Linked DNA regions of Mus musculus: all the other regions are linked to region 1. Evidence: chromatin contacts called from public Hi-C and HiChIP or PLAC-seq data. All regions are on one chromosome and are shown on one strand. Each heading gives the region's core, a stretch centred on a gene start, on an enhancer-like site or on the middle of the called end of the contact. The rest is flanking DNA. Distances are from core to core; before and after follow the strand shown.

What was found. Hi-C and Micro-C count contacts between places; a contact is called where the count stands out from the background. HiChIP or PLAC-seq counts read pairs in DNA pulled down with a chosen protein or histone mark.
Region 2: a contact with region 1 is called in an H3K4me3 HiChIP or PLAC-seq map of embryonic hindbrain, with 8 times the contacts expected there. The contact joins the enhancer-like site here to the promoter of 8430419K02Rik in region 1. A contact is called at or near these places in 2 of 484 Hi-C or Micro-C datasets (adipose-derived mesenchymal stem cells and uterus), 7 of 115 datasets of contacts at active chromatin or transcription factors (craniofacial prominence, differentiating embryonic stem cells, embryonic hindbrain and 3 more) and 1 of 9 other capture datasets (embryonic stem cells).
Region 3: a Hi-C map of uterus shows a contact between it and region 1, with 6 times the contacts expected there. The contact joins the enhancer-like site here to the promoter of 8430419K02Rik in region 1. A contact is called at or near these places in 1 of 39 promoter capture datasets (liver), 11 of 484 Hi-C or Micro-C datasets (the N1E-115 cell line, embryonic fibroblasts, nephron progenitors and 2 more), 7 of 115 datasets of contacts at active chromatin or transcription factors (craniofacial prominence, differentiating embryonic stem cells, embryonic basal ganglia and 4 more) and 2 of 9 other capture datasets (embryonic stem cells and embryonic tail).
Region 4: a Hi-C map of cerebellum shows a contact between it and region 1, with 1.9 times the contacts expected there. The contact joins the enhancer-like site here to the promoter of 8430419K02Rik in region 1. A contact is called at or near these places in 11 of 484 Hi-C or Micro-C datasets (cerebellar granule neurons, cerebellum, embryonic fibroblasts and 3 more), 3 of 115 datasets of contacts at active chromatin or transcription factors (craniofacial prominence, embryonic hindbrain and neural tube) and 1 of 9 other capture datasets (embryonic stem cells).
Region 5: a contact with region 1 is called in a Hi-C map of uterus, with 3 times the contacts expected there. The contact joins the enhancer-like site here to the promoter of 8430419K02Rik in region 1. A contact is called at or near these places in 1 of 39 promoter capture datasets (the 3T3-L1 cell line), 10 of 484 Hi-C or Micro-C datasets (the 3T3-L1 cell line, 3T3-L1-derived adipocytes, embryonic fibroblasts and 1 more) and 2 of 115 datasets of contacts at active chromatin or transcription factors (stem cell-derived neural progenitor cells and vascular smooth muscle cells).
Region 6: a Hi-C map of cerebellar granule neurons shows a contact between it and region 1, with 7 times the contacts expected there. The contact joins the enhancer-like site here to the promoter of 8430419K02Rik in region 1. A contact is called at or near these places in 10 of 484 Hi-C or Micro-C datasets (cerebellar granule neurons, cerebellum, embryonic fibroblasts and 1 more) and 2 of 115 datasets of contacts at active chromatin or transcription factors (embryonic hindbrain and stem cell-derived neural progenitor cells).

Annotation. Positions count from the first base shown.
Region 1 is chr11:18,875,652-18,880,511 of GRCm38.p6, forward strand. 8430419K02Rik (a long non-coding RNA gene) reads right to left here and starts at 1,959. Exons shown (of 4, transcript XR_003949854.1): 1 at 1-1,959. It overlaps Meis1 (Meis homeobox 1), which reads right to left. Exons shown (of 12, transcript NM_010789.3): 12 at 4,777-4,860.
Region 2 is chr11:18,394,021-18,398,880 of GRCm38.p6, forward strand. No RefSeq gene overlaps it. Among named protein-coding and RNA genes, the nearest start is that of Gm12022, 97 kb to the right of the region's middle. Within about 2 kb of position 2,186, at least 8 of the 459 cell types and tissues checked have an H3K27ac peak or open chromatin away from gene starts, as enhancers often do.
Region 3 is chr11:19,348,906-19,353,765 of GRCm38.p6, forward strand. It overlaps the pseudogene Gm12026. Among named protein-coding and RNA genes, the nearest start is that of Gm39601, 270 kb to the right of the region's middle. Within about 2 kb of position 2,021, at least 16 of the 459 cell types and tissues checked have an H3K27ac peak or open chromatin away from gene starts, as enhancers often do. A contact at or near this core is called in the N1E-115 cell line, embryonic basal ganglia and uterus, where this site is marked.
Region 4 is chr11:18,435,647-18,440,506 of GRCm38.p6, forward strand. No RefSeq gene overlaps it. Among named protein-coding and RNA genes, the nearest start is that of Gm12022, 55 kb to the right of the region's middle. Within about 2 kb of position 2,830, at least 13 of the 459 cell types and tissues checked have an H3K27ac peak or open chromatin away from gene starts, as enhancers often do. A contact at or near this core is called in cerebellum and neural tube, where this site is marked.
Region 5 is chr11:18,533,062-18,537,921 of GRCm38.p6, forward strand. No RefSeq gene overlaps it. Among named protein-coding and RNA genes, the nearest start is that of Gm12022, 42 kb to the left of the region's middle. Within about 2 kb of position 1,985, at least 9 of the 459 cell types and tissues checked have an H3K27ac peak or open chromatin away from gene starts, as enhancers often do. A contact at or near this core is called in uterus, where this site is marked.
Region 6 is chr11:18,580,118-18,584,977 of GRCm38.p6, forward strand. No RefSeq gene overlaps it. Among named protein-coding and RNA genes, the nearest start is that of Gm12022, 89 kb to the left of the region's middle. Within about 2 kb of position 2,509, at least 26 of the 459 cell types and tissues checked have an H3K27ac peak or open chromatin away from gene starts, as enhancers often do. A contact at or near this core is called in cerebellar granule neurons, cerebellum, stem cell-derived neural progenitor cells and 1 more, where this site is marked.

The DNA of each region.
Region 1 (4,860 bases), core at 709-3,208:
GAACTCTCCGGTACACTCTGCCTGAAGCTAGGGTGCCAAGCCAGAAAAACGACGCCGGGGAGAGGACCCGTAGGTGTATGAAGCAGGTGACTCTACTCTCTGCTTTCCTAATGGGCTAGGACCTGGGAGTAGTTTTCCTCCCAGAGAATAAAGTCACTGGTCCTAATGAACACAGTGTGGGGTAGAGGTGGTCAGGGCTAGGAATTATACAGTTGATCAAAGGAAGACTGGATTAAAACTAAATCCAGAGTTTCAGAGTCGGAATTCCCTGAGGTGGACTGAGCGCGTGAGCAGCACAGGAGTTACTTCTTCACCAGCTAAACCAAGCCCCTAAAAGTGCCTCCCATCTCCCTATTAAAACCCTAGGGTATCATTTTTAGGGCAAAGACTCTACAACGCAAACGTCTAGCGGATTGCCCAATATATTGTTTGTGTTTTCTTTCAGTTCCGCCTTGGAAGAGAATGTTTTAAACTTTTTGGGGGGGCGGCGGGAGGCTGGTTCGATGTGAAAGAGAACCCTACCCTTCCCATTATTTCTTGGCTTCAGTCTCCCAGGAAGACCCCCAACTCTCCCGCCCAGATCTTTTCCCCCAACCAGAGAGCTCTTAGCCTCTAATGCTGCGTCTACCCTTGATGGTATGGTTTGCCAAAGGGCCAGGGGGTGCTGGGTAGCACAGAAGAGACCAGGAAAAATGATGACTCAAACTGGGCGCCCCACACACAAACCCACACCTCCCTGCTTACGGTCCAAACACCCGTTGAGAACCTATATCACCAATTTCTGCTTTAACTGCCTTCCCAAGGGCCGAGGGCCTGTGGGATCCAAAGTGGGGGAAGTTTCTAGGACTTTTAAGGAAACTTGAAGGAGCTTCTGCCCAACACACTGTGACACTATTCTTCTCCATTCTACCGGAGTGCTATACACTCTGGAAGCTCACCCTCTTGCCCAGCCTGACTGTTCAAGGCAGCCTCCAGGGCCCAAGCTCTCACCGACATGCTCCCATGAGCGCCCTGGGATTCGGAAGCCGGGGCTCCGTCTGGAAAAGTCCTGTGAAAGCATTCTGGCAACTACAAACCACTCTGAGGGGTTCCAATTGACGGAGCCCAGAGTGAGCCGAAGAAGTCTTTGAATATGCTTTTGCGCTAACTCATGGACACCCAGGCTACCGAGACAGTTAATTCTTCTTAACTTTGACTTTCAGATGGCGGAGGTGGGGATGGGGGCAAGCATAGGACTCTTCTGCAGACCCCGAGTACCTCGGAGTAGTGTGGGATCACAACTGAGACCCACCCGCCCACGTACCAGCTCCAGCCCCAGCCCCAGCCCCGATGTCGTGCAGAGGGAAACTAAAGGGAGTCTGAGACGCGGCTGGAGCTGGGTGAGCCGGCCGCGGCGGTCTCATTAGAGACATCTCAAAACTCCTCTCAGCCCACCCCCAACACCCCCCTCCCGCCTACACAGGGGGAGCTGAAAGCATCACTGAAGGCTCGGAATTCCAGCGTAAAAGAGCAGTTTTCCCCTTTCACAACGTTCGGACTTTGTCCCTGGAGTTACTCAGTATGCGCTTCTGCCCGGAATGCGATCCCCATACCCAGATCCATCTTCTCTAGGCCCGCTAGGACCCGGCACCCCAACTGCTGTCCTTGTCGTTTGGTCTCCCCAGGGCTCCACCTAGCACGCCTCTCCCCGCGGTAAAACTCGTGGGCCGGGTTCCCCGAGAGGAGACAGCCTCCAAAGGAACTCCTAATACCATCCATACAGCTTTAATGCGCTTATAATTCGATAAGTGATTTCAATTTGAAATTGTTAGTAACTAATTTTATGGGTAATTTTTCCACATCAAATATTTAAGCATCAGATTAAGGGCGCCAGTTCCGACGCATGATCATAAGGGGGTTTCTTCCCCCCCCCTCCCCCCCGCCCCCTCAAAACACACTGCCGCGCTCCGCCTCCCTCCGGTCTCCTACTGCGTCGTTTTTCCAAATCCCCAAAAGGTGGCAGTAGAAGACGACTTTCCTCTTTTCCTGCGGCTCAAAAGAAAGGACAGGGGTGAGGGGCTGGGGGGGGGGGGGAGCGGCGGGGGGAGGGGTGGGGCGAGAAGAGGGCCAGGAGGGACTGGACGGTGCCAGGACTTTGCAAGCTGAGCCTTTAACACGTTTCCACCACCGCGCTAGCGAGAGCAGTGGCGAATTTCCTGGAGACGTCTCGGGCCACGGCGGCGCGCCCGGCGGCCCTGGGGTCGGGGTGCGGGCGACTCGGCACATTTGCACTCAACCCTCAGCCTCGTACAAAAGCGGGAGACGCAGAGAGGGACCCACCGGCTTCTTTCCATTTCTTTGTAGTTTAATATTGTCAATACTGTACAACCAACCTTGGCTCCTCGAGGCCGGGCTCTTCGAACACATAAGTCGGGGGGGGGGGCTGTTAATGGGGGGGAACTGGGGAGGGTGGAGGGAAACTAGGGGCGCAGCGGATGAATTGCAGACCAGTTGCCAAACTTTTTCCCCCTGCTGCCGCTGCTGCGGCTGCCGTGGCTGCAGCCTTTGCTTTGAATGTGTGTAACTAGGAAACAGCAAGCCGTCTGAGAAGACGGAATTTCCAACGTGTAAAATGTTCTTAACGGAACCATTGAGCGAGTGCAATAAGGCGTGAGGGGGAACTAATCTTCCCATTTAAATGTTTGTGGCAATTTTATCTAAATGAATTTTAATGCTAAACGAGGGTAATTCCCCATTTGTAGCGCGTTTGCTTCTTTCCTGTGCTTCTAAAGCAGTCGAACATCGTGCAATGAACAATAACAATAAAAATACTTCCAAGGCATATTATTCATTTTGAATGTGTTATAATTACATTTGATTAAATATGATCGGGTAACATTTTTAAATTTTTTGTAAAAGAAACTTAGTCATACTAGTCTCATTCAGCCAGCGGACTCCCCCCACCCCCCCACCCCCACCCCCAAAAAAGAAGCCTGTATAATTGTGTGCCCTGTTTAGGGGAGGGCGTTTTGTTTTTGTCCTTTAAGAAACATCAAAACCACTCTCCACACCTCTATTATTTTCCTCCTTCCGATAAGTGTCGTCAATAACCTCAAAGCTGGCTCTGAAATTTACAAGAGGAAAAGCTAAAACAGAATTAAACGGGAGGGTGTCAGGGGCAGGAACAGAGAGACCTGAGGAGCAAGGCTCGCACAATCCTCACTCCGAGGGGGGAAACCATGGCACAAAAGCTTGCTTTATTTTTTTCTAATTCCTAGACATTAATGATCATGATTCTTTTTAATCTCCACATTCCCCAGCCCCCCTTTGCTTGCGCTCACTCTTCCCCTCCACCCCCAGCCTCTCCCCCTGTTCTTTTCACCACCCTCTCCTTTCCCCCTCCTCCCCCCTCCCCGGCTTTCTCCCCACCCCGCCCCCTCCTACCCCAACTAGGCTAGAGCCTCCAGGATAATAAAGGCTGACTCACCGGGCTTGTACTGGGGAGGCAGAAGTAAAAGGACGGTTAGTTTATAAAGTTTATTATTATTTTTAAAAGTAAATAAATGGTTGTTAACTGCAACTAACCACCCATCAAAGAAAATGATTTCACTAATATGGACTCTTATGCAGTCGTAGAATTGTCTCGGGGCCAAAATAGGAAAGTTAAACAGTCCCATCTTTGGGGGGGCGAGCAGGGCGAGGTGGGCAACAGCTCTGAGACCAGGCTGCAACCTCTCTCACGTTCTCTCTCTCTCTCTCTCTCTCTCTCTCTCTCTCTCTCTCTCTCTCTCTCTCTCTCTCTCTCTCTCTCTCTCTCTCTCTCTCTCTCTCTCTCTCTCTCTTCTCCCTCCCTCCCCCACCCCCTCTCTCTTCTGCACACCCACGTGTCAGAAACAAGGCCCCATAAACAAAAGGTGAGAGTGCACACCTCTGCTCCTGCAGGTGAGGCAGTGACTCACCATTACCATTACTGAGTAGAGCCAACCCACAGCTGGTTTCTCTTTCCAAATAGAAAACAGGATTGCTGTGGGCAGTTTATAAGGTGACAAGGGTCTGAATGTCAGGCTAGAGTTTAAGGCTTCTGACTCATCCTTTGTTCCCAAAGCAACCAAAAGGCTGTTTTCTTAAAAAATTAATTTGCCTTCATTAAAATATTTGGATATTTCCCTTAGCTTTATGAAGCACTTTTTAGAGCAGCGATTTTATTTAAGTGAAATTATAAGCTATTGCAGCTTAAACATGTTATTTTGAACCATTTAGCTGGCTGCCATGCAGAAATTCTGTACAGCTGTTCTGGAAAATTGGTTAATAACCAGTTTTATCCAATGAGAACATAGAGCATATTTATAAAAATTAGATTTTGAAGTCTGGTCTCTTCAATTTTATATAGTTAATTTCTTAATAAACATGTACTGCTGGCCCTAGATAACATCCCTGGCAAAAGGCTGACTGTGGGCTTCAGCTCTGTCACAGCAGGATTTTACTGATCATGTAGGCGACTAATACTGAATGAAGTCTGAGGCTACAGCTAGCTTAGTGACTTTAACCCTTAATTTTGTTGGTATTACCAATTCGTTAAGTCATCTTAATCCAGTAGTTATTGTTAAATAATTTACTCAGTGGTTACAATTTTCAAATACATATGGCCCAGGGAGCTAATTGTTTGTTATCATTAAAAATGCTGTACTAATCATTAAAAGTTTGAGGGACACATCTTGTAAGCAGTAAAGTCAGAATGACAAAAAATAACCTTTTCATTCTGGAGTCTGACGTCATGACTGCACTCAATGACTGAAGCTGGACCTGGAGTTTGCATACTTTTAAATGCTAAGATAGGACACAGTGTGCCATGACTGTTATTAATAATTAGCTCCTTGTTTT
Region 2 (4,860 bases), core at 936-3,435, 480 kb before region 1:
TATTTTTTCTTGATATTACTAATGTTTGCGTCACATGGAACACTCTAATACCATTCATTTGTATATTATTACACTTGCAATGGCTTTTTTTAAAGAATGAGAATGCTCATGTCCCGATGAAAAGACTGGTGTGAGAAGAAGCCTGGGTCTGTTCTTGCTAGGTAGAGTGTGGGTTCAAATTATCAGAAAGACAAAAATCCTTAGGACCATCTCTTCAAGGAGAACCCTCCCCCAAATCAAACAAACAAACAATCAAACAAACAAACAAACAAAAAAACCAAAACCAACTTCCTCACTACCAGACTGCATTTTTTCCTCATCCTTCATGGAAAGGGCTGGACATGAAGAATCAAAAGAAATGCAATAGGAACTATTTTGGAAAATATGTCATTGCCTACTGCACTGTTTCAAAGAATGTAAATCATTCTTTGGAAAATATGATTTATCCAAAAGCTTGTGTCAAATTTAAATTGACTATGTTACCAAGTATACCTTAGTGAAGCTGACCTCTTCTTTATGTTTAGTCGTTTTGGCATGAGTAGTGTGTGGTCTACGTTCTGCTTCAGTCACCCGAACTCATCACAGAAAGGTGAATGGATACAATGCAGAGGAAATTTGGCAAACCCCACATTGGTCATTGCATGTTACTGGGGGAACTTAGGGTCTCCTTTTGGGTTTTTCGCTTTGTTTATGAAAAACGACTTAAAATGGAGCTAGATGAAATGGTGTGCACTTTTAAACCCAAAACCACAGGGGCTGAGTCAGGCAGATCTCTGTGAATTCAAGGCCAACTAGGACAGCCAGAACTACCTAGTGAGACCCTGTCTTAAGAAAAATACCAAGGAAGAAATGAAGTATACTGTATAAGTATTTACATAGTAGTGTCAGTAACTAAAAAGAAATGGAGAGAGAGAGAGAGAGAGAGAGAGAGAGAGAGAGAGAGAGAGAGAGAGAAAAGAAGAAGAAGAAGAAGAAGAAGAAGAAGGAGGAGGAGGAGGAGGAGGAGGAGGGGAAGCAGGAAACGACAAAAGAAAATAAAATAGGTCCACAAGGAAGCTTGGGAAATTTTTACTAAAATTTTACAGAAAAGTAATTGGGCAGGCAAGCTGTAGATTCTTGTCAGGAGTCTGAATGAGAGAGAAAATAAAGATAGATTTGTCCTTTAAATCTAGTGTCTGAGAAGGCAGGCAATGGGAATTTAGACACCATTAAAAAGCCCGTGCACATCTATCTTTTATATGGTAATGCAAATAATTTTTAGATCTATGCCTTATTATTTTTGTTTATGTGTATGCATGTTTCCATTAGGGTGAATACAGGTACTAGAGGAAGGAGAACACGCTGGAGATGGGGTACCTGGTGATTATAGAGTTACATGGAGTTACTTACATGGGTAATGGTATTTCAACTCAGGTTTTCTGAAAGAACAGTGACTCTTCTTAACTTCTGAACTGTCCCGTCTAGTCCAGTCAATTTAAATCTTAAGGAGGAACTTTGATTTCTAGGGAAAGGGAGGTGAGGCTCAGAGTCCATGAAGAAGATTCACCCCACCTTGTCTTTCAAGCTGGTATTAACTGCCTAGCTATCATCATTTCACTCAGGCTAAGGAAGGTGCTCCTCTCTAAACAGTCACAAGGATCAGCTCTTGGAGGTCTTACGATCCTGGAACCAAACTATAACAAGACAAGTGACACACGAGAAAACGTGGATGAGTCGACTTTAGAAGTTAAACATGTCACTTCTGCTCACACTTAGGCAGCCAAAGCAAGCCACAAAGTCCCTTTCAATGCCAGGATAACATGTGACATGTGTGAGAACAAGTAGGATGTGTCACCACAAAGCCATCTTGCCAAGTCACATGATGCAAAATGAACTTAACACACTTGTGAACTGTAACTTGAACTTAGGGTGTTTCATTGCAGCCCTTTATGTGATTTGGGGAAGCATCTATGTTCTTGTAACTTCTAAATCTTTCCCTGGCTGCCTGATCCTGAAACTAGTAGAATTACATCCCATGTCTAAAAGGCAGCTGTAAATAGTAAAACTCTGTATTATGCTAAAACTTGAACCAGTGGTTACACAGTCATGTCTTTTAAATCAACTGAATTCCTAAAGAGGGGAACCCCCATGACCTTTCCTCTTCTCTGTTCCCGTGTTACATGAGAGAGCATTCAGATTCTCCTAGGGAAAGCTATTTTAACAGCAGACTCACCTTCTGTAATATCATTTTGATGGTCTTAGCTTCCCTGGGCAAGCCACCCACCACCTCTGCCTTATGAAGATTTGCATTATCTAAAGATCACTCTGTAAGCTATGGTCCATTCGCCTTGGCAAATACTGTTTAAATATAGCATCCATAAATAAATGTTAAATAATTCATGAACATAATTTTGTAAATTCCGCTAGGCCACACCTCTCTGGGGCATATTTATGAGCATGCGTCAGCTTGGAATCAATGTGTCTGCCAAGCTCCTTGCCTCTGAGGCAGAATTCCCACATCTAGACCAAAATGCTGGAAACGGCTTCCATTCCTCTTCAGTAGTCATCCATCATCCTGTCACTTTAATTCAGATGCTGCTACTTGTTTTAATAACATGCATCTTACACAAAGAATATTGCTAACACAAGAATCTTGGGGTAGACTTTTACAGCCTCATAAAACAGCGTTAACCCTCTGATCCCTGATCCCGAGGCTCATGCAACAAGAGCCTCGGAATGTTCTCCTTGCCCCTTCACATCTCCCAGGTTTCCTGATGCTTATCAATAACCTCTATTCATGGCCATTACATAGCACCAGGAACTGACATCAATCATCACAGTAAAAATATTATTCCTCCAGTATTGCCTGGAAGAATTATGGAAAGAATAAAAGTGTTATTGCAGGAATTATTTAGCAAACAATAGATGGATAAAAATGTATTAGGTGAGTGTTAAATTATATCACCTTGTTATGGAGTGCTGCCTTCAGATTATGAAAGCCTGTCTCTCCCTTCCTAAGTAGTTCAAAAGAACAATGGGAAGGCCCACAAAAGATTTCATGAAAAAAAAATTACCAGGTAGTCTCTATTAGGCCATCCATTATCAAGAGGAAATTTGGGGAGTAATTTAGAAGGCAGGCTTGGCTTGCTTTGAATGTTAAGTATGGAGTTTAGAGATGAGCAGTGTGGTTTACATTTAGTCGTTAGATGCGAAGTTACTCTAGGAAAGGGATTTTCAAGGAAGAAAACATCTGAGTGGCCTGCCCCCATACCAGCATATGCCTTCTCTTCATACTGTAGAGTAAAGCTCTAGGCAGGGTTTGGAGGAACATCTACTGGAGGGAGCAATTATACCTTCTAACACTTAGGTTTTAGTAGATTCTAAAAAGGAGGGCCAGCCATTCTGATATTTGTTGCCACTGCCCTCTGTCACTGTTGGAAAATAATGCTTCCCAAATATCAGATTAAGACAATTAGTAAAATCGGGCTGCTTTTTAAACAGTATTAAGCATTAAGGTTAGCTAAACAAGGTTGGAAAACGGAATTCTTTAAAAAGCCGAGTAGTATGGTGTGTTAGTGTTTTCTAGGTTAGTGTAGGCTTTCTTTTTTCTTTCTTTCTTTTTTTTTTTTCTTTTTGGCATAATGTTAAGCTAGACTCCTGGGATTCATTTGATCAACGTGATTAAATTATTTCCTTACTCAGCTAGAAGGAAATTACTAGTTACCAGACATTATGTGTCTGTTAATTATGTGCAATAAGGCTCTCTCCTATCACATCAGCTCCTGCATTCATGTTCTGTGCATTTTAAAGGCATTATCATTAAAAAATTTAAATATTGAAAAAGGATGGCTATAATTTTATTGCACATATTTAATAAATACGGAACCTATGAAATCGGCAGGACAAAGCAAGTCACTGTAGACATCTCAAGGAAGGACAAGCTAGAAGATGCTTTTGATTTCTATTTTTACAAAAGATTATTTTCCTGTCAGCTTTCTGGGCCAGCAGATAGGCCTCCTGCAACTGAATAAAGGGAATTTGAGGCTTGCCCCAAACAAAACAAAGCAAAAACAAACAAACAAAATCCAACCCTTGTGATGGTGTGATGTGACTCTTCAAAGCAGAGCCTGCTCATCAGCTGATGGGAGCAAATTTACATTTTCTCAATATCTCAATCTACAATGTGATTCTTTCTTTCTCTCTCTCCCTCGCTTGCTTTCTTTCTTTCTTTCTTTCTTTCTTTCTTTCTTTCTTTCTTTCTTTCTTTCTTTCTTTCTTTCTTTCTTTCTCTCTTTTTTCTTTCTCTCTTCCTTTCGGTCTCTTCTTACAAAAGAGAGGCAATACATGACGGCCTTATCTTTTTTCTAATGAAATGATGGGCTTCTATTTCATATTAAAGTGTTAATCAGTCTGAAATTAGGTCTTACTGAAAGAATTGTGCTTAAAGGTGCTTAATAAGATTCATTTTATGCAGCCAAAGCCATGGAACTTTTATTTTTATATCAGAAAGAAAAGTAGGAGTCCTGCTCTTCATTTCTGACACCCCCATATTTCCGCAGCCTCCCTGAGCTTGGGACTCAGATCCACTAACCGGTTTATAGAACAGAAAGCTCTTTAGAGTCAGGGCTCACGCTGAAGCCCAGAAGGTTTTGTTTGAGCTTGAGAATCTTCATAGGTTTATGCAATCCCAACAAATATTTCAAAGAAGGAAGTTCCACATTTGAAGTGGGTGATCCTATTAGACACCGGGAGATGGCACCTTTGTTGTGGGCCCAAGCATCATTTTATGTGAGATAGAGCTGCATCCCGCTAATACTCCAAGACATCACTTTCATGCCAGGAACAGATAGGGCTGAACTTGCTTCACGCACTTTGTCATTC
Region 3 (4,860 bases), core at 771-3,270, 470 kb after region 1:
TGAACTCTTCCTCCCTTAAGTTGTTTTCTTCTCAGGTACTGTGCCACAGAAGGAAAGCTGCACATGGGCTCATCAGAGAGCCTTGTGATGACCTCAGCCACCGTGCCCTGTGCCCTGTACCCTCTCCAGCTGTACACAATCCTAATAGGAGGTGGAAGGTTGAGAGAGATGGGACTCCAGAGATGCATCTGCCTGGATGCTACTGTAAGCAAACCCTCTTTGTGCTCCCATCAGTAACCCCAGTCAATACATTGACACATCAAGTTGGACCTATATGCAGTTGTCTCTTTGGTCTGCCATCCTGGGTTAAACAGGGTCAAACAGGTGTTTTCTGTGCATTGTCCAGGGAAAAACCATGCAAGGAAATGATTATAAATATGAATATATATATGTATATATGTATATATACACAAAATCTACATACATATATACATACATATATGTGTACATGATCATTTGTACATGTATTTGTATATCAATATGTATATGTACATATAATAATTTACATGACTTTATATATATGTATACATACATATACATATATAATATATACACATACATATATACATATATATACATACATACAGTCTCCTTTCTGGTCCACTTACACAGGACTTGACTTCCTGAGGACATTCTTGGAAAGGCAAGCCTGCATTCAGATTCAATGGCAGCCTATGATATAAGGATCTCTCCATAACAGCCTCTTGCTTTCCCTGATTTTCCCTCCCTTTCTTCCCTCTCACTCCATAAGATCACATCTCCAAATAGGGTAATAGCAGGAAACGCTTCACTTTAATTTTCTAAGGGAACCTAGGCTATGGAAGAACCAAATGAAGGAAAGAAAGAGTCACTCTATGGCCTGCTCAATAACCTCGAGGTTTTGAGCCATTGACCTGAGCACTTAGACTATGTGTTCATAGCTTTACACAGTCATATCGCCTTCCTTTCACAGCCCTTCCAGTCAGGCCTCCAGACTACTGCATCCAAATCTTTACATTCACAGAGGCTCCCTCTGATGTAGTGTTTCCATGGTTTACTCTCCTGAAGAAAACTGGTTAGCTGAAGCCCTCGATCCCCCACCATGCTGGTATTTCATTCACAGTGTCCCCCAAAGAAGCTGAGGTACAACACAAAGGGCAAGCCAGGCACCTGCTAGGTGATGGTCAACTCCTGAGAGACCACGCCCAGTCTGCCGCCTCCCTTCCAGGACTCCTTTGATTCTATTCTCTGCGTTACAGACATTATACCTTCAGTCAAGCACTGCACCAGGTTCAGAAACAAAAACCATGTTACAGAAGGCAACTGTGAGACCTGGACTCTGTATCACTTGGGAGTGCTGGGAGAGTTTTAGTTTGTCTTTGTTTGTTTTCTTGCTCTGTCTTGTTTTGAGTTTGTTTTAAGTTTGGCTGCTTTTATGTCCATCTCCCACCCCCCACAAAAAATTCTTTAGTAACCCATTATGGGTTAGTGAATTCCCAAACCGTTCAAAAATACTTTAAAGTTCTTTTGGGACATAGCCAGATACTTAATATTGTATTACATTTTATAGTTGTCACTTAATCAAGCTATTTAATATTATAGTACATTTTAAAACTGTCACTTAATCACATTTTCTTGACCCTTTTATGGGAATTAAAGATCACTGTAGATAAAAAATGGCAGGCTTTAGTTTAAATAGATTCAGTATGTCCAGCTTGACAGTTACTTCTGAGACATTAAAAGAATTTTCTGTGATTAATGTGACCCACACACGTTAAATGGTGTAATGTTCCCTTTCTCCAGCCATTAGCGGAAGCAGCATCAGACAGAAGGAGCCGGAATGTGGCCGACTAGATGGAAAGGCTTGCGATGGGGGTGTGCATAGAAGGAAAGGCTACAGATAATATAGAGCCAGCCCAGCTAAGATAAAAGGGAGATTTCCCCTGACTTAATATTTGCTTTCTCTGGGCATCTGAAGAGTAAAGTCAAAGAAACAGAGAGGTTAGACCTTGGTAATGGAGTAGGTGCCGGTCTAGCAGCATCATATTCTACGGGGACCACTCTGCGCCAGGGGAGGGGCTGCATCTCTGGCAAGCAAGTGCAGTTATTTGGTGCTTATTATAAATGATTGATGAGCATTGCTTCTAAATTTAGAAAAGCTCTCTAAATGGACATTTACTCACAGGGGGGAAAAAAGCTTCCCTGAAAGGTTGATCCCTGGAAGGGCTTTGTTTATGGTGCGGCGATAGCTCTGTGCAATTAATCCAGAATGCGTCACTGAAAGATTTTATATTCTTAAGTGTTCACTCGTGTAATTAAAGTAAATTATGTCCTTCTCCAAACATGTTTCAAAGAATCATTCTGGCTTTAAAAAATCTTGGTCCCTAAATCCTACTTGTTTGTTTAATTAATCTGAAAATAACTGCTCCTTCCGTCTCCTAATCACGGATCAGATCGGCTCCGTGTTAGCAGCTGTGAATGAAAGCCGGTCCCAGTGTGTTTCTCTTGATTGTTTAATAAGAGTTGAATAATACCCTATTTAATCCATCAAGTAGGACATTACAATAACATTGATCTTTTGTTTGACAGCAAATTTGTTTGATAACAGAATAGGATATAATGTAACCAAATCAGTGTCAGAAATGCATTTTAGAGAATCCAATTAAAAACATTCACACACATGCCAGGCACCGAGCAGTGGGCATAGAAACCAGGAATAGCAAGACACTCTTAGGACAAAGGCAGGGAAGGGAAAGCCTAGCCTTGCCAAGCACACCAACCTTAGCCCAAAAATTCAAGGACTTCACAAACAGACTCCATGCGTTCAGAATGTTGCCATTTAGGCTGCTGAGGTCAACCTTTCCTTAGGTCAGCATGGAGGGCCCAGTGACCCCCAGATGGAAGTCCATTGTGTTCTCCTTTTGTTGGTTCAAATGCTGTATTTCTTAAGGTCAGTGGTGCCAGATCCTGCTGTCACTTAGCCCCTCCACTCTTTCCCTCCAGCTATTGCATAGCAAGAAGATGCCATTGTTCATATCCCTGCATCCTTGTCCTCGTCCCAACCTGTAGATGTGACCCTTTCTTTTCAGCATCTCTGGGGAGGAATAGGAACTAGTTCAGAGGGTTTTATAAGACCTGGTTTTTATGGACTTTGTGGAAGAGGGCAAGTGTCAGGCCTGGTGTATATTTGTACAAGTAGGATCGCGCCCCACCAGTACCCTTTCCTTTCCTTCAGCGGCTCTAACAAAGTAAGAGAGTGTTGCAAACAGAGGGAAAGAACAGTCACAAGCCAAAAAAAATCCTCACAATTCTCTGTTTTGAGTGCTATACCTTGTCCCAGAAGCTGATTTGGCCATGTTTCATAAGCCCCTCCCCTTTCTTTTTCACACACACACACACACACACACACACACACACACACACACACACTCACAAATCTTGGGGGAAGAATAGCTGAGATCAACCAGTTATATGCAAAGCAGGGTAATTGCTTAAATAAATTGATCTTTCTTTGTTCAAAATGATGGATGCACCAGTGTTGCTGTGTTCAGCTTGCTCTCTCAGAGAGAAGGAAGCAGTACAGAGACCCAGGACCAGCTCAGAGTACTGCAGACACTCTCTTTCGGTCATGCTGCTGGTGGAAGTGTTGCTGCTGTCTTTGGATACAGACAGAAGGAAAACCAAAACCTCAGGGAAGTCAGCTCAATCTTCTGTTGGAAACTAGAAACCCAGGAAGGAAAACACTCGACATTATCAAATGTCTCCAATCAACTCAAAGGCTGCCTGTGCCAAAGGGTCTATGCCAATCTAGAGTACAAGAGAAATGTAATCATTGTTACACTATTTGGAACTATTTGTATTGGTCATGGTAGTGCAGAGAGAGTCTCTGTGAGTTCAAAGCCAGCCTAGTCTACATAGTAAGTATCAAACCTGCCAGGGCTGCATAGTGAGATCCTGACTTTAAAAAAAAAAAAGAAAGAAAAAAGTATATATATATATATATATATATATATATATATATATATATATATATTTGTGTGTGTGTGTGTGTGTGTGTGTGTGAGTTTAAAGCCCTCTTCAGGGAAGGGAAGCATGGTTGTCTTGGCACTCATACACATCTCCATCGCTACAACCTCTCTGGCAAGGTACCACAGGCCTCCTGGGTCAGTGATGGAGATGTTTTTGTCTCCACCCTCTGCTAGTGCTTACCTGTCAATCGCGCTCAACTTCCATTATCCTGCTTCCATCCCTGGCTTCCCACTTGCTGTCTTCTTTATTATCCTTCTGTTCTCTGGTTAATCTCCTTCTTTAATGAACTCCTTTCTAGTTTCTTACCAAATCTTCCATCAGATTCTTTTGTGACTTACTCCCCCCCCCCCCCATCTGATAGGTCTTTTCTTTAAAACTCTTGAAAATTATTAATACCTCTGTCTTTTCTGGCAGGGTACCACAGGCCTTAAAACATTCTATTACATTTCTGACCTGAAACAGCTTTTTTTTTGACCCAGAAGGATTGGCAAATTACAGACCCCAAGCCAAACTTCTATGGAGATATGAGAGCAAGAGGTAGGCTTTCAAGTGCTTAACCATGGAGCCGTAATCTTTATGACAAATAGCCTTTTGCTTTGCAGTTATGGCTAGTTTACTATATGTATGGCTAAGTGAGGGTCCCTTAAAGCTGGTCAGGGACTTTGTCCGAAGCCCCCTCCCAAGTGTCATGGCACTCCTTTTTACTGGTCTTCCTGGAGGGACAGGATTAGCTCCATAGATCACCCTGGCTTCCCGACCAGCTGCCAGGCAGTAAAGCCCGGGAACTGGGGTGGTGGATCTGAAGGCATCAGCTTGTCACTCTTGATGACCATTCATCTGCAACAGAAATAG
Region 4 (4,860 bases), core at 1,580-4,079, 440 kb before region 1:
GCTTGTTGACACATGGATAGCTCATGCATTATTGTTTCTATTTATCTCTTGGTATTCAATCTTATTTATTACTCATCTACATTTTCTTTCCAGATAAAGGAACTATGAGTACAATATGGTAGGTAAGGTATGAATGCTGGAACGACCGCAGCTTAGTCTGTGGTTGTGGTGTAAGCTGGTAACACTACTTACTATATCATGGTGAAGCAGAGGACAGCCCAGAACCAGACCTTCAAGGCTTTCCCCTGTTTAATTCTGCTCAATCCACCTCTTTCAGCCATGTCCTCTGTTAGAAAGGCTCTATCATCCTTTTACACAGCACCACCAACTAGGGACCTGTGGTGTTCAAACACAGGAACCTGTGGGACACATTGCACATTGAAGCTACAACTGATACTATGAAGGCACCAAATGCTTTGATCCCTTCTTAGAGACCACATGTGAGGCAGGCTTTTAGGACATTAATGTTCCTGAGGAGATCTGGTCTAAATTTCTTCAGTATGGGCCTGAAGTTTACTACATGTCTGACAATCCCAGGCATGAACAACTACTAGCATCATCTGCTTTACATGATAAACAGGAAAAGGTGTCAGGGCAATATGCAAAAATTCTGAAGAATTAGATGCTGTCCATGTTGTGCCCTCAGATGTTATTAGCATAACTAAGGAACACTATCACAACATTAGTTAAGAAAGCTATAATTAGAATAGTAAATATGAATGTTCAGCCATTCATTCACTGCATCGGTCAGTCAGTTGTTTTCTTTTCTACCAAATACTCAGTGGATGCTAATTCATGTCAGACCAAGGCTAATTTCAAAGCCGCCATTTCTTCCAGGAATATCTATATACAGTTAAAAATGACCAGCTATCAGCAAGTTCAGTCAATTCAAATAAAGAAACAAAGCTCCAGATAGTTTGTGACATGAGGCAAAAGTGGAAAGTACATCATTTGGTGACCTAAGTGTTAAGGACCTAGTTGCCTTTTGTTTCCTGGTTGTTTATGAAAGTCTACATTTATTTTCAAGTATATAAAGTGAAGTTGACATCACTCACAGGAGAATAGATAAAAAAATCTGTCATGAAGACTGTAGAGATGAATAACATAAGCCAGCCATTTCCTCAAGAGTCAGGAAGTATCTAGTTTATACCATGAAATGATGTGCCAATAAAACATAATTGGTATTGAAATATATGACTAAGGACAATCCTCAGGTTTCAGGCCTCCACATTTTGCACAGTAGTCCTTATTCTACAGTCAAAATGTTGAGGGGACACAGGACAAGCCTATTTGCACCAAACAAAGAAACATGAACTCAAAGGCAGTTTATACAAGAAATATAGGTTTTACATGTATGTAAGCATATATGTGTATAGATATTTCTTACATGTATTTTCATATGTTTATTAAATTTATATAGTAATGTTAAATTAAACAACATACATTAGAATACAAAGTAATTTAGTAAATAAAATATAGAGCATAAATTAATATGATAATGAATATATATTTTATTCTACAACTAAGAAATAACAATTAGGAACATGTCATTCTGGGAAAATTGGGAAGAGATCATGCTATTATCCCAGGCTTTCCCAATGAGAAATTATAGCTATTAGCCCAGGCTGAGAAGAGATTGTGGTTACTAGCCCAGGTCTTAAAGTGCTCATGAATTAGTATAATTTCAAACAAAAGCCTGTTAGAACATGTCTTAGAAAATTGTATGAAAATTAGTAAATATAGATGTATTAAATTCTTATTTTCATGGCATAGCTGTAGGTCAGTTATAATTGCCTTCATTTCTCCAAAGTCAAGGAATTAGGTTACTATCTCATATCAGTGTAATGCTTATTTCCCATGTAGCATTTATTATCTTGTTGAATTTCAATATAAATCTGTAAAGACTTCAAATAAAACTATTTTATCAGAGTGGAAACAGAGACTTAAAACAAATACTCAGAGCTTTTACCAGCTGCAAACAGTTAACCTAGAGGAGAAGCCTGGTGCTCTACTCTAGAGCCAAACCCTTTAAGATGCTAGGCTTAAAGGACCTCTTGCTCCCTTTTTGGATTTGATTTTTTACTTCATATAAAAACATGAAGCAAGATGAACCAAGAAACAGATATGGTAAATTACTGAAAAAAAATTTTCATTCTCATTTTCTCCATCAGTTGAAATCATAACACAACATACAAGAATTGTTTAATTGCAACAACTTGTAGACTTTGTAGTCAATTTTTTTTACCCTCACCCTGAATGTATATACAATGACAGGCTATAAGAAAGAAAATAGGCTTTCTTCAAGCAGCTGAGAAGATACTGTATGTGACTCTCTAGAGGTCAACACAGAGCCTCTGAGAGGGATCAGACTGATAGCTCCAGTGGCCAAGGGGCTTCGACAAGCTCTTTTATCTTAAGTGTCAGTGTTTCCTCAGCCCCTAGCCTTCCATTCCTCCCATACCTTGTTTTCCATCCTTCATGGCTACAGATTTACTCTTCTTCCTGGCTTTGATTAGCCTGCCCCCCAACCAACCTCTACCCTGCTTTCCTGTCCTCCCTTGGCCAAGAGTGCTACGGCATGAGAAAAGCACTCGATCATCATGATGGGAAGTGTCAGGTGCACAAGATAAATGCAAATTTCATGGCCTTACTGTCTCATTCTGCCAAATTTTATGAGACTGAGAAAACTTGGAAGCTTATGCTATGGGGCCATTTGGTTGGCAGGAAAGAGAGCAGACTTTTTCCAACACCGTCTGTTGGCAGCTCCAGTACTAGATTTACAGCAAGGGCTGGAGATTGCCTTGGCTATTGAGGCTGCAACTCAGCCAGCTGGGGGCCTCTCAAGTGAGGGAAGAGTGATGGCGTAGATTCTGGGAGAGAGTGTTCCACTTAAGCACTCCCAATGACAGCTTTTTGGTCATACCTTGAGCTTCAGAACTTGGCCCCAGTGAGACTGGCCTCGTTCACAGATAGCTTCACCCAAATTCCCAGTGCCACTAAAGACTGGCATTCACCAACGTGCTGAAATGGGAAGACAGTTTCTGGGATGGAATCTGGGTATTTTGTGGTCTGTTTCTGTGTTAGTTTATAGTTTTCTATTATAGACTATTGCTTCATATACTCCTAAAGCTGTTATCACTCAGGAGATAATAAGTTTAATACATACTATGGCACAGTGATTGAAAGTCTCAATTTTTGAGCCACAGTGCCAGAGTTCAAATCCAGTTCTGTTCTAGCACAGTGTACCTGTGGAAAATTCTGATCTCCTTTGCATCTCAGCTCCTTGGATTGAAGTGCCTATAATAGCAGTACTTATAATAGAGTTGATTGAAATAATCAAAAACAAGAAGCAAATTTAACCAATTAGAACACAAACAATGAGACCACTTGAAGAGGAGGAAGATAGTTATTATTGCTTGAGCAAATGCACTTTGCTCTCTTGAATGGGGGTTTTAGATTCTGCGGAACTCAATCTGAAGAACTCTGACCACGATGAGAAATTTAAAAAGGAATCCTCAACCCTGTGTAGAGAAGGGTATTTATTTCTGGGACCACACTGTGCAACCCAGCTCCCAATCCCAGTGTTACAGATGCAGATTTTGAAAAAGGGAAACAAATGTTCAAAGGTCTCAAGTCTGTAACTAAGAACTTCACCATCATGCCAAGTCTGCTCACAGGCAGAATAGACTCATGATGAGGTTCAAGGAAACAATGGTCTTTGCCAGCCCTCAGAAACAGTAGAAAGGACAGCAGCAGGGAGCCAGACCAATTGATTGAAAGTAAAGTGACATTGTTTGAGGAGACAGATGCAGACCTTCAGGAGCTTGGAATAAATTGTAAGTGAGAAAAGTAAAAGCTAAAATGAATGTTTTTTATGGCCCCACATCCAGAGGAAGGCTCAGGATTAGAACACAGACTTCCTAATTCCATGCTTTGTACTGTGGTGGCTCTGCAGAAAGTCCTGACAGGAACACAAACCTCTTCATAAGTGGCATTGACTGCCTCAGCCAAAGCTTCTCTTCTAAATGTCCTATCTCCCAATGATGGCCAAATCGATGAGGCACCAGTACATCAGTAGACTCGGAGAAAACACTTCTCAGTGTTTTGGGTTAAAAGTGTCATTAACATTGGGTTCAATTTTGAGGTTGTATTATAATTTATATGGCAGACACTGAGTTAGACCTTTCAGATTTTCCAAATAAATACAAGCTTGATCAGACAGCAAGGAAGTTCACATAAAGCAGTCTGAGGGTGGATAAAAACAAATATTTGAAATCTTAACAGGAGTTAGATCGGAGGACTCAGGGGACCTTGTGAATATGAGTAAAGGACTCTCTTAGGCCTTTTCAGCATTTTTTCATAATATTTGGAATTATTGTTTCTACACCTTCTATGACATTTAAAATGAATCTACAGAAAGGCCCTTGGCACAAAAATCACATTAATTTTATGACTTCAGTAGCAATAGTAATAATTATCATAGCTGTGATCATTAGTTTAATATCTACAAGGCACTCCACTAACTGGGAAGAACTGTGAGTTAGTAAATGATTTGTGTTCCAGAGGTTTAAGGGAGCCTTGACTTTCATGGCTTATAATATTCCATGCATGCAGATCTTCTGTTTAGACTTTCTAAACTTCCCAATGAGGAGGGGGCCCACCTCAGGGGCCCCAAATGAATGATATACAGCTCACTTCATAAGCATGTCCTACAACTTCCTGAGAAAAACACTTTCTAGAACCCACAGACTACCTAAAATAGTTAAGGGGAAAATACAGGAAATGGGGTGTTGTTAAATCAATTATACTTTTAAATTATTCTCCTCATACGATTTATTATAACAAGATGAAAACCCCCTA
Region 5 (4,860 bases), core at 735-3,234, 340 kb before region 1:
AAAATTTCCTATTGTTTCCATTAAGAAGATATAGAGCTGACATATAATTCATTATTTTCTGGGCAGGGCACAATCTAAATGCTTAATGATGACAATTTTCCTCGGTGTCACTCCTCCATAAATGCTCTCCTGAAATGAGAGATAGACAAACTGAATTGGTTTTTGTTGTGGGTGTTATTGTTGTTATTGTTAAAGGTTAATATGTGATTGGCATTTAGCTTGGTCAGATAGCCAGATATTGTAAATGCTGGAAGACAGCCATTATAGCAACACATATACACAGAACAAATAAGATGATTCTCTGTCCAAGTCACTGGAGTCCACTGCTTACAAGAATGTCAGGGAAGGAACATTTTTTTTTATTTAATGATTAGGACTAGAAAGGACTTCCTGTCTCATGATGTAGCATAAGCATTTAGTCCTGGGCACCCAAAGAGGACTGGTTTTAACCTCTTGAGGAAAATTTCATGAATGTTCAAGTTTCTTGTATAAGATTGCATTTGCATATATCACATCTTCCCATGGGCTTTAAATCATCTCTAGATTCCTTGTAATATCTAATAGGATGTAAATGATATGTAAACACTCGTTATATTGTATTGCTTAGGGCACAGAGACAATAAGAAGGGTATGTTCAGTACAAACACAGTTTTTACAAAACATTTCGGACCTGCTGTTGGTTGAATTTGAAGATTTGGGTATAATTAGCTATTTTATTCACTACAAAACTTGGAATTGTCAGCAAGAGTTTGGAGCTGAGAAGGTCAGCCTGCAACTTGGTTCTGCTCATGCCCTGCTGTGTCTGAGAGAGCTACATCTCTGGGAGTTGTACAATCACACGGCCACTCAGAGACGGAAGACACCAGCGCTTGGGAGGTGGAAGCTTTCAGTCTGGGGTTCACAGCTTGTCAAAATGGTGACTGGCAACCAGAACAACCTCTCTCTCTCTCTCTCTCCCTCCCTCCCTCCCTTCCCCCTCTCTCAATTTTTCCATCATCAACTCCTCCCTTGACTCTGTGTAAACAGTGATTCCTGAAGTGATAGGCTTTTGAGGTCTATTGCGTTACTACATCGTCAGTGTTGTCATTACGGTGTATTCACACAATACATCATCAGAGGCCTGTCGGATTTGTGATTTATGACTCTAAATGCGTTGTGGTACAGCAAGGCATTGGGGACCTCATTGACTGAATGCTTGTTTATTTTTACATTTAAGGGTTTGAGAGTAAGCTTCAGACCACTTCTCAAAGAAAGGCTTGGTGAAGACCTTGAGACAAGGCTCCATTTCAAAACCCTGGAGGGACCAACAGAACAGTCACACTTAACATACAGAGGTTTATGTTTTCCTAGACCACTTTAAGTGCAGAATCAAACTTTCATACTCCAGTGACCTGGCTTTCTCTATAAGAACCAGGCATTTCATATATTGCCAGCTTTCTATTCAGATTTTGCCTAATAGTTAAGTATATGAGGTCTGGTAGGAAAGGTATATTTTATCAGCTCTCTCTTATTGCCAAAAGCAATAAGAATAGTATAATATTTTATGGTAGTAATAAAGGGGATTATTCAGAAGAATATTGCTTGCAAGGTGGCTAGATGCTACATGACATGGTCTCTTTTCCTGAACATAACACTCTCTCATAATGCCCCCAACAAAGTATTAAGCATGCATTGTGTGGCTAGCATTGAACGCAGTGCCAAGATATACAGCCATTTCTTAGAAAGAAGAATGAAAGATGTAAGTAGAGAGTTGAGACAAGTTAAAAGCAGTGTTGAACCCTCCAATTACAATAACATTATGAGGGGAGTGGATTTAGCAGGAAAGCCTTCTGGGAAAGGTGAATTACAGGGCAACGCTGAGAGAACATTAGAAAGTAGATGACAGCAACATCTAACAGCTCCTCGGCTCTAGGACTGACCTTCTTCCCAGAATGCATTTTCTCTCACTTGATCACCAGGGCAGAGTTTCTTAAGATCCAGAACCACATTAAATCAGGAGTCAGCAAGCTTCGGCCAGTTCAGGCTCTGCCAGTCCTCATTGCGCAGTCCACCTCTACCCTTCAATTTCTTTCTAGCTGGCAGCATTGTCACTTCCATTAATGACAAAATCTGTAATGATCAGAAAGGCAGAGAGTGTCTTTGGCCAAGGGTTCTTTATTTCAGGATCCAAAATCCTGGGGCCAACATCCAAAACTTGGAAGGTCAGAGCTAATGTTGGCTTAAGCATATCTGAACACCGTGACACACTTTTTCTTGCTGCAAAAAAACAATACTAATATAATTAGCCAGGGCTGGCTATTTCAGGCTTAATTCATCCTCATGTCCAGGGAGCCGGAAATGTAACAAGTAAAGAATTTGCTAACATGAGATGCAGAGACTCTGCCAAGAGTTTGCTAATCTGTACGTTTATTTTTTTTGTCTCTATATAAAGGGAGTTTGCAAACTGGTTCAAATTAACCAGGTCAAGTTGTATATTTTATTAACTTCAAAACTTTTTAAAAATTCTTTTCACATTAAAATAAAAGGTCTGTAAAGCTGGGCAGGGTGGTGGGGATGAAGGGAAGTTGTCTGCTCAGTAAAAGTTACGAGGGGACATGTGTCAGCTGCTTAGTTTTCACTTTCTGGCCCTGGCTAGAAACAGCTGCAAAATATCTACTCTAACTCAAGTCTTTTATGACTTCTAGTAACTTCTTTTTCAAAATATCTTTTATTGATTTTTCTAAGGATCTGACCACAGAGTGTTCCATAGAGAAGAAAGAACACATTCAAACACAGTAAGCCACGTTCACAGTCATAGTGATTCCAAAGTTTCAAGATAATTTTGCTGTTAGCTTCAACTTTTTTGATTTGTTTTACAATGCCTTCCAGAAAATCAAAATTACTGTTTTGTCCACATATATTACAGTTTAAATTCACCTCTGTGATTGGAATCTGTCAATCATGTCCTCCTGTCTCCAAGCTACCATATCCTCCCTGGAGTGGATTCAGTTTTTTGGTTATTGTTATTATTGTTGTTATTGTTTTGTTTCCTTTTTAATGAATAAGCCCTTCTTTATACCCATATCTCCTAGCACTTGTATACCCTAACCTTCCAATTTTTACTCTGTTGATCTATTGACTATACATCACCTGTCTAGCTTTGGTCTTCTTGTCCCAATGCTGGTTGAACACTGAACTCTGCTTGCTTCTTTTTGTCCTATCTTCCATGCACCTTGCCTGTATTTCTTTGTCTCCCAGGTCTCATCCTAAACACTGTCTCCTTTGAGATACCTGAATCATCATCTCAGTACAGAGACTATCCACTTACCAGATGTGATGCCAATGTAGAAATGTATCCAGGTGCCCCACCTTTTCCTAGTCCTGACCATTTTACTATTATCATTGTGGTACACAAAAGTAAGTCCCTGGCTAAACAACTGGCCTTGGAAGACTGTGACTCCCAGTTACCTCTATCATGGTACCTGGAACATTCGGTGTTCACATAAATATACATAGACCAAAGACCATAGAAATGTTTATGTAATCCATGTTCAGGACCTGCTATAAAACTCTCATTTTAAAGTCCATGTTTCTATGATTGCATTGTTATTTTAAATTCTTCATATAGGAACAAGATCCTTTGTCACCCATGTGTTCATCCCTGAAGCATCTGGACTATTTGTGATCCTTCCTGTACTGGATTTTCAGTTTCACGGTGATTTTAAGCACACACACACACACACACACACACACACACACACACACACACACACACAAACTCCAAGAGAAGTTTAAAGGACCTCTTGCCCACCATTTTCTCCTCTTAATTCCATTAGAAAAGCAACACGGTTTTCCCTGTTATCTAGATCAGTTATTCCTCCTAACCCTGTTATTCCTTTCTGATCCTGTTGACTTCAAGGACATTAGAAAGCCAAATGACCATTAGATGCCTAATAAAAAATATATTGTCTCTGGAGAAACATTGCTTCTCCCTCTAAGAGACTCCAAATAGCAGGGTAATGAGACAACCACCAAAGAGGAACTGCAAGTGTCTAGTAGAACATCCTAAGTCTATGAAAGAAGTTGTGCATGCTGGAAGTGGAGGCACTACAGAGGTGGAACTCCTTAAGCCCTCTGAGGCCAGAACACTGTTATAAGCCCAGGTGGTGGACATGAGGTTTCATAATTTGGTGTTCTCCTGGTGGATTCTGGGTTTGTTTTAATAAGACTATTCCTAACGATGCCCTGATTTTTCTTCCTTTTAGAATAAGAATGGTTTATTTTGTGCCATTATATGTTGGAAGTATGCCACTGGTTTCTATTCTATAAGAAGACACAGTTAAGAGACTTTGGATTAATAAATTGTTACAAATTTTTAAAAAGCATGAGGACTGTTTACATTATTAGATAATCGTGAGACTTTGAAGACAAGAAGTAAAAGGTGTCTTGTTTGTGTATCAGATAGGAAGGAAGGTCTGAAGCTTTGATGATTAGTTCTCATTGTAAACTTGACATAAATTAGAATCACCTTGCAGGAGACTCTCAGTGAGGGATTTTCTAGATCGCATCAGCCCATAGGCATGTACGCAGAGAATTTCCTTGTCTGCATTAATTGAGGTGGAAGGTACCATGCCCTGAGTTAGGGCCCTGAACTCTGTAAGGGCAGAGAAACTGAAGTGTGGGATAAACATGCATGTCTTCATTTTGTTCTACTGTGGATGTGATGTGATCAACTGTTTTTGTCTCCTGCTACCTTGACTTCTCTGCTACAATGCACTGTGACCTGGAATTGTGACTGTTATTTCTCAGTAGCTTTTGCTTTGTTTGTTTGTTTTTGTTTTTGTTTTGAATATCTTATTGCAGCAACCAAAATGAAATGAG
Region 6 (4,860 bases), core at 1,259-3,758, 290 kb before region 1:
ATTGCCTTCATATCACAAATCAGCAAAGGACCTTTGATCACAAAGGTCTGAGAAGTAATGGGACAGAAAGCCTCTTAAGGAGTAGGATCATTACCAGATGTGACAAGAACCCAGTTATGGCCTCAATCCTCTCGTCTCTATGAGGCCACAGAGGACCTGTGGGAGAAAGTGTTTTAATTATTTGACAAGAGCTGTCTGAAAGAGTAGTTTCTAAAACAAGTGTGAAAAACATACTTAAGGAGCAAGATGCTGTGCAATCTTTAAAAATGAATTATCTCCTAAACAGTCTGGTGGTAGATGAACATAATTGTTCCCCAGTGATTCATAGAACCAGAGTGGTTTGCAGACTCTAAGCCCCCACTGCTTGGATTCACTCCTGCCTCTAGCACTCACTTACAAAGATGTTGGGGGTAGGCAACTCTGTTCACATCATGTTCTTCACCTATAAGGAAAATATATTCCTCATAGGGTTAAAGTTTGGAAATATAAATTATTAGAAAGCATTGCACATGCTGAACACTCATTAAAAACTTTAATTCAATGTAACATTCTGCCTTGATGTAAAATCCCCAGGCCAGAAACCGAAGATGGCAATAATTTCTTCCTTAAAGTTTTATTATTCATAAATAACTGTAAGAACCAGACTCTAGAATTTCTTCAAGCGTCTTCCTACCAAACTACCCGAGGTTCTCCAGAAACACATTCTGCTTCTGAGAAACAAGGCCTGGGTATTGGGATGGAGCATGCTGTTGCTTTATACCATAGTGTGCTTGTGTTAATGACTATTTTTATTAGCCTGGCATTGGTGACAATCAAAGAATTAAAGGAGCAAAGAGCTAGTAGCTCCTAGCCCAACGGGCACCACAGATGCTGTACACAAACCAATATAAAAGGCACAAACTTTATACTCTGTTCTTTTCTCTCAGGCTTTCTCTATATGCTGAGCTATCCCCAGACAAAGGAGAGAACTGCTCTGTGGAAAATGATGGTCTCCACAGTGCTTCCGACAGAATGCATTCATTTTCCTGGAATGGAGTGCCAACTAGGCCCAGCCACCTTCTGCTCCTAGAGAATGATTGCCTCAGCCCAGTTCTTAAGAGACCAGCAGTGAGTCCATGTTCAGTGGGGCCTGGGCTGAGCTCTTGCAGCCTTCCCCCAGCCCTGGAAACCTTGGCAGGCATCAGTTCTGAGCCTGCATGTCCCCACCGATGTGGAAATTGTCATGTGTTACGATGCTTTAAGGGTATTGTTGAAGCTTTCATCGAAGTATAGCAGGCTCCCACCTCATGCTAAGTAAAGCAGCTGGTAAATGTTGCGCTGTGGCTGCAGATGGATTGGTGGTGGCAGGCCCAGAGCTCACCACCTCTACTTAAACAGGTGTTTGACTCTGTATTTTCCAGGTGGCCAGAAGGAGCCTGATTATTCAGCGAGAGTAGAAGCCATGCGGGATAGGAATAGCTCTCCAGCATTGGCAAGAGGGAGCAGCCAGCCACTTGGCTTTAATCCATCTGTTCACAAGACATGATCTTAAAGCCAGAACTTTTCCACTGGAGACTTCCTACTTTGAATTTTAATGGTCAGGTCAGCAAGGGCATTGTGGCGCCAACTCCCATGCTTTGTCAAGAGCTGCCTTGTTGCCTGGGGAAAGGGGGTTGGCTAACTAAGTTACAAGAGTCAGAGGCCATTGGAGTTTCCAGCCAGGGTATTGCTGCTTCATCAGCCCAGCTGCCAGGTGGAACATGAGAAGATAAAGTTGCCACGGCATGTTATATTTCTCCACGGCCATGGATCTACCTTTAAGAGGGAGATCCTCTGTAGTCACTGGGAAATGACAGGCAGCATCAACAGCTAGCCACAAAATCACAATGCAAAAATAAACAGATGTTCACTGGAAGGCATACAAGCATCTTTTAGCAGCAAAAAGATTCACAAATAAGTTTTCAAGGCAATCAGGGTAAGGGAGATTGGAACCACCTGTCTATTTAAGGGATTCCTGAGATGAGCTCAAACCAGTCTGAGACACTCAGAACATCTTAATTGAAAAACATTAAGAGAAAATAGCACACTGGCAAGAGGAAACATACTTAAGTGTAGAAATAAGCTAACATCAAAAAGTCCCTGGCAAGGATTCTCAAGCAAGAAGAAGCTTGAGAAAGCCAGTTCATTTTCTTCACAGCTCAGGGTCTACAAATCTCAGGGGAACCCCTGAGCATAAAGGAGTACAGGACCTCCACATTCATATACAGAATGGGTGGGTGAGCAAGGGATACACAGCTCTCAAGTCCTTTCCAATGGCTTGGAGTAAGATGAGTAAATCTGTCATGACTTATAAATGGGAGAGAAGAGTGGGGACAGGCCTTCTCATGGGGCCACCTGCCCCAAAACTGGTGCTGTGGGTGCCCCTGCCTTTCCCTGGCTCCTGTGACACAGCAGACTGGAGGGGACAGGAAGACAGCTGTCAGATTTCACATGGCACTCACTCTTGGCAAAGAGACAAGTCTAGCGGCGGCCAAACCCTTGTCATGATCCCATCAGTCCCACAATGGTGGGGCTTCTGCTGGCTAGTGGCAGGTCACAGGAGTGTGGGAGCTCCTCTGACCCCCACATCTGAGTCCCTAAATCAAACTGCTTTCCCTCCAGAAAAGCCTGGGTGAGAAATTTCTTGTGCCAAGTTTGTTTATACAATGAAGAAATGTTGCTGAGATCATAGGCAGGTGTCTTCCTGCTATTGTTTATTTATAATTCATAGCCTAAGTTGCTTAGAAATGGATTAAAGAATAATAAAACCATATATAGTCATATAAACAATTAGTCTTGTTTCTACATCAGCACTCTTGAAATTTGGGTTTAGATGAGTTCTTTGAGAGTACTGCTCTGTGTTGGTGTAAGATGTCTACCACTACTACTGAAGCTACTACCCAATGGATGAATGGTGTACAGCCACCTTCAATGTAGCAGCAAGAATAATCTCAGCCAACGCCAAATGTTCCTGGAGAGAAGAGATGTCCAAACACCCTCTGGTTAAAAAAATTGCCACATATACAAAATTGTAGAAAGAAATGGCAGATCTAAGTGAACTTAGTCTGAGTAAGTTTCCAATGTGAGAACCTAGTGTGGGAACTTTTAACCCTGGACTTGCCAAAATTATTGAGCACTTTCTAGAAACTCTGCTCTATGCCCTGGTTCAGAGCAGACTCCATTTCACCATATATCATTTTAAAGAAGGACAGACAGCATGTGGGGAACCAGGAGGAAGACTCTCCTGGTCAGTGAATCTGTTTTATTATCTGTTATCAAAGCAAAAGATCAATACAAGTAAAACCAGAGTCATGATTCTGGAGAATAAGACATTTGCAAAGCTGACAAAAGGCCAAGGGAAGGCAAAATAGTTCACTGATACAAAGTATTGATATCTAAATTCACCAAAGCTTCATGGTTCTGTTCATGTTCACCAGCATCTCCGTGTGCTTCACTGAAACCACATCTTGTCTGGTTGACCCCAAACTCAACCTAGGAAAGACTGCTGTTGCATCCGCTTATACAAGTCACAGTGTCTGCCATCATTCCATTGGCCTTACCTGCCATCCAACCTCATTGACAGCAGGTCAGTGGGTTCAAGGCTTTGGGCCATATAGTACTTTCTAGTTGCTAGCCTTTTCTGAAAATACCATTTGGGTTATTTTTGGTTGTTGTTGATTTGTTTTGTTTTAAATTTCACACAGACTTTTCATGGAGGACTGATCTTCTGGGTGGGCTTGGTACTATAGCCCGTTGAATGTTAACTGATGAAAGGTAAGAGCTGTCTAAACCTTTAGCTCCTAGAAGTATCAGTTATCTATGGATTTGAAACACATCAAGATATCTGCTGATGCTCCCATCCAAGCTCCAAACCTGTGCCCTCCTCAATCTCTCTCTCTCTCTCTCTCTCTCTCTCTCTCTCTCTCTCTCTCTCTCTCTCTCTCTCTCTCTCTCTCTCTTTCTCTCTCTCTCTCCACCTTAGCACTTAAGAAGGTGGCAGGGAGCAGACCCATGGAGTAGGCAGAGGAAAGTCTTTTCTCTGACCTGGTACCAGGGCTAAGGACAAAGCCTGGTGATTTCTTTTAGATTAGTAAATCCCCAGGGAAGGAAGGCTGCCAAGTGGAGGTGGAGGAGCACATCCGGGAGGAGCACATCTGGGAGGAGCACATCCGGGAGGTGGCAGTGGGTTACAGGGCTTGCTTTAAATGCCTAGGGGGACGAGTTTTATCCCTGCTCAGAACTGTGTCTCACAGGGAAGAACAAAAGCAGGAGACACATGGGAGAGACTGGAGCTGTGGCAAGCCACCTCCAAGTCAATCACTTGGTACCACAAGACAAATGAAGGTGTCCCTTGAGTCTTTCTACCTCACCACTTTTATGTGAAGGTTTGACAAACGATGCAAATGAAGGGTACACGGAAGTGATTAAAACCAGCCCTTGCAAAAGCAGGGTAACCATGCTGGGCTTGAGTCGCCCTCATTTCTCTGATTCTATTATGACCCCCATCACTGCCCTAACTTTCCCAGAATGTTTTATGCTTTTCACATATCAACATTATCTGCTCACCTGTCTTCCTCCTTCCTTCGATAATACATGAGTCTATTTGCTGAGACTGCTTTTAAACAATAGGATTGTGCCAATGGACTGATAATGAAAGTATTTGTTTAGTGTGCTAAAAGGCTCATCTACTTGCTGCAGTGTTGGTACTTTCCAACATGGATTACACCACAAGAGCTCCTCCCAAAATCTCTCACAAGGAACCCATGCTATTGGTGAAATCCCCTGGGGATCCTGTTAAAAAGAGATTGTCAATCCTAAAGGAAGACAAACAAATTGAGAATT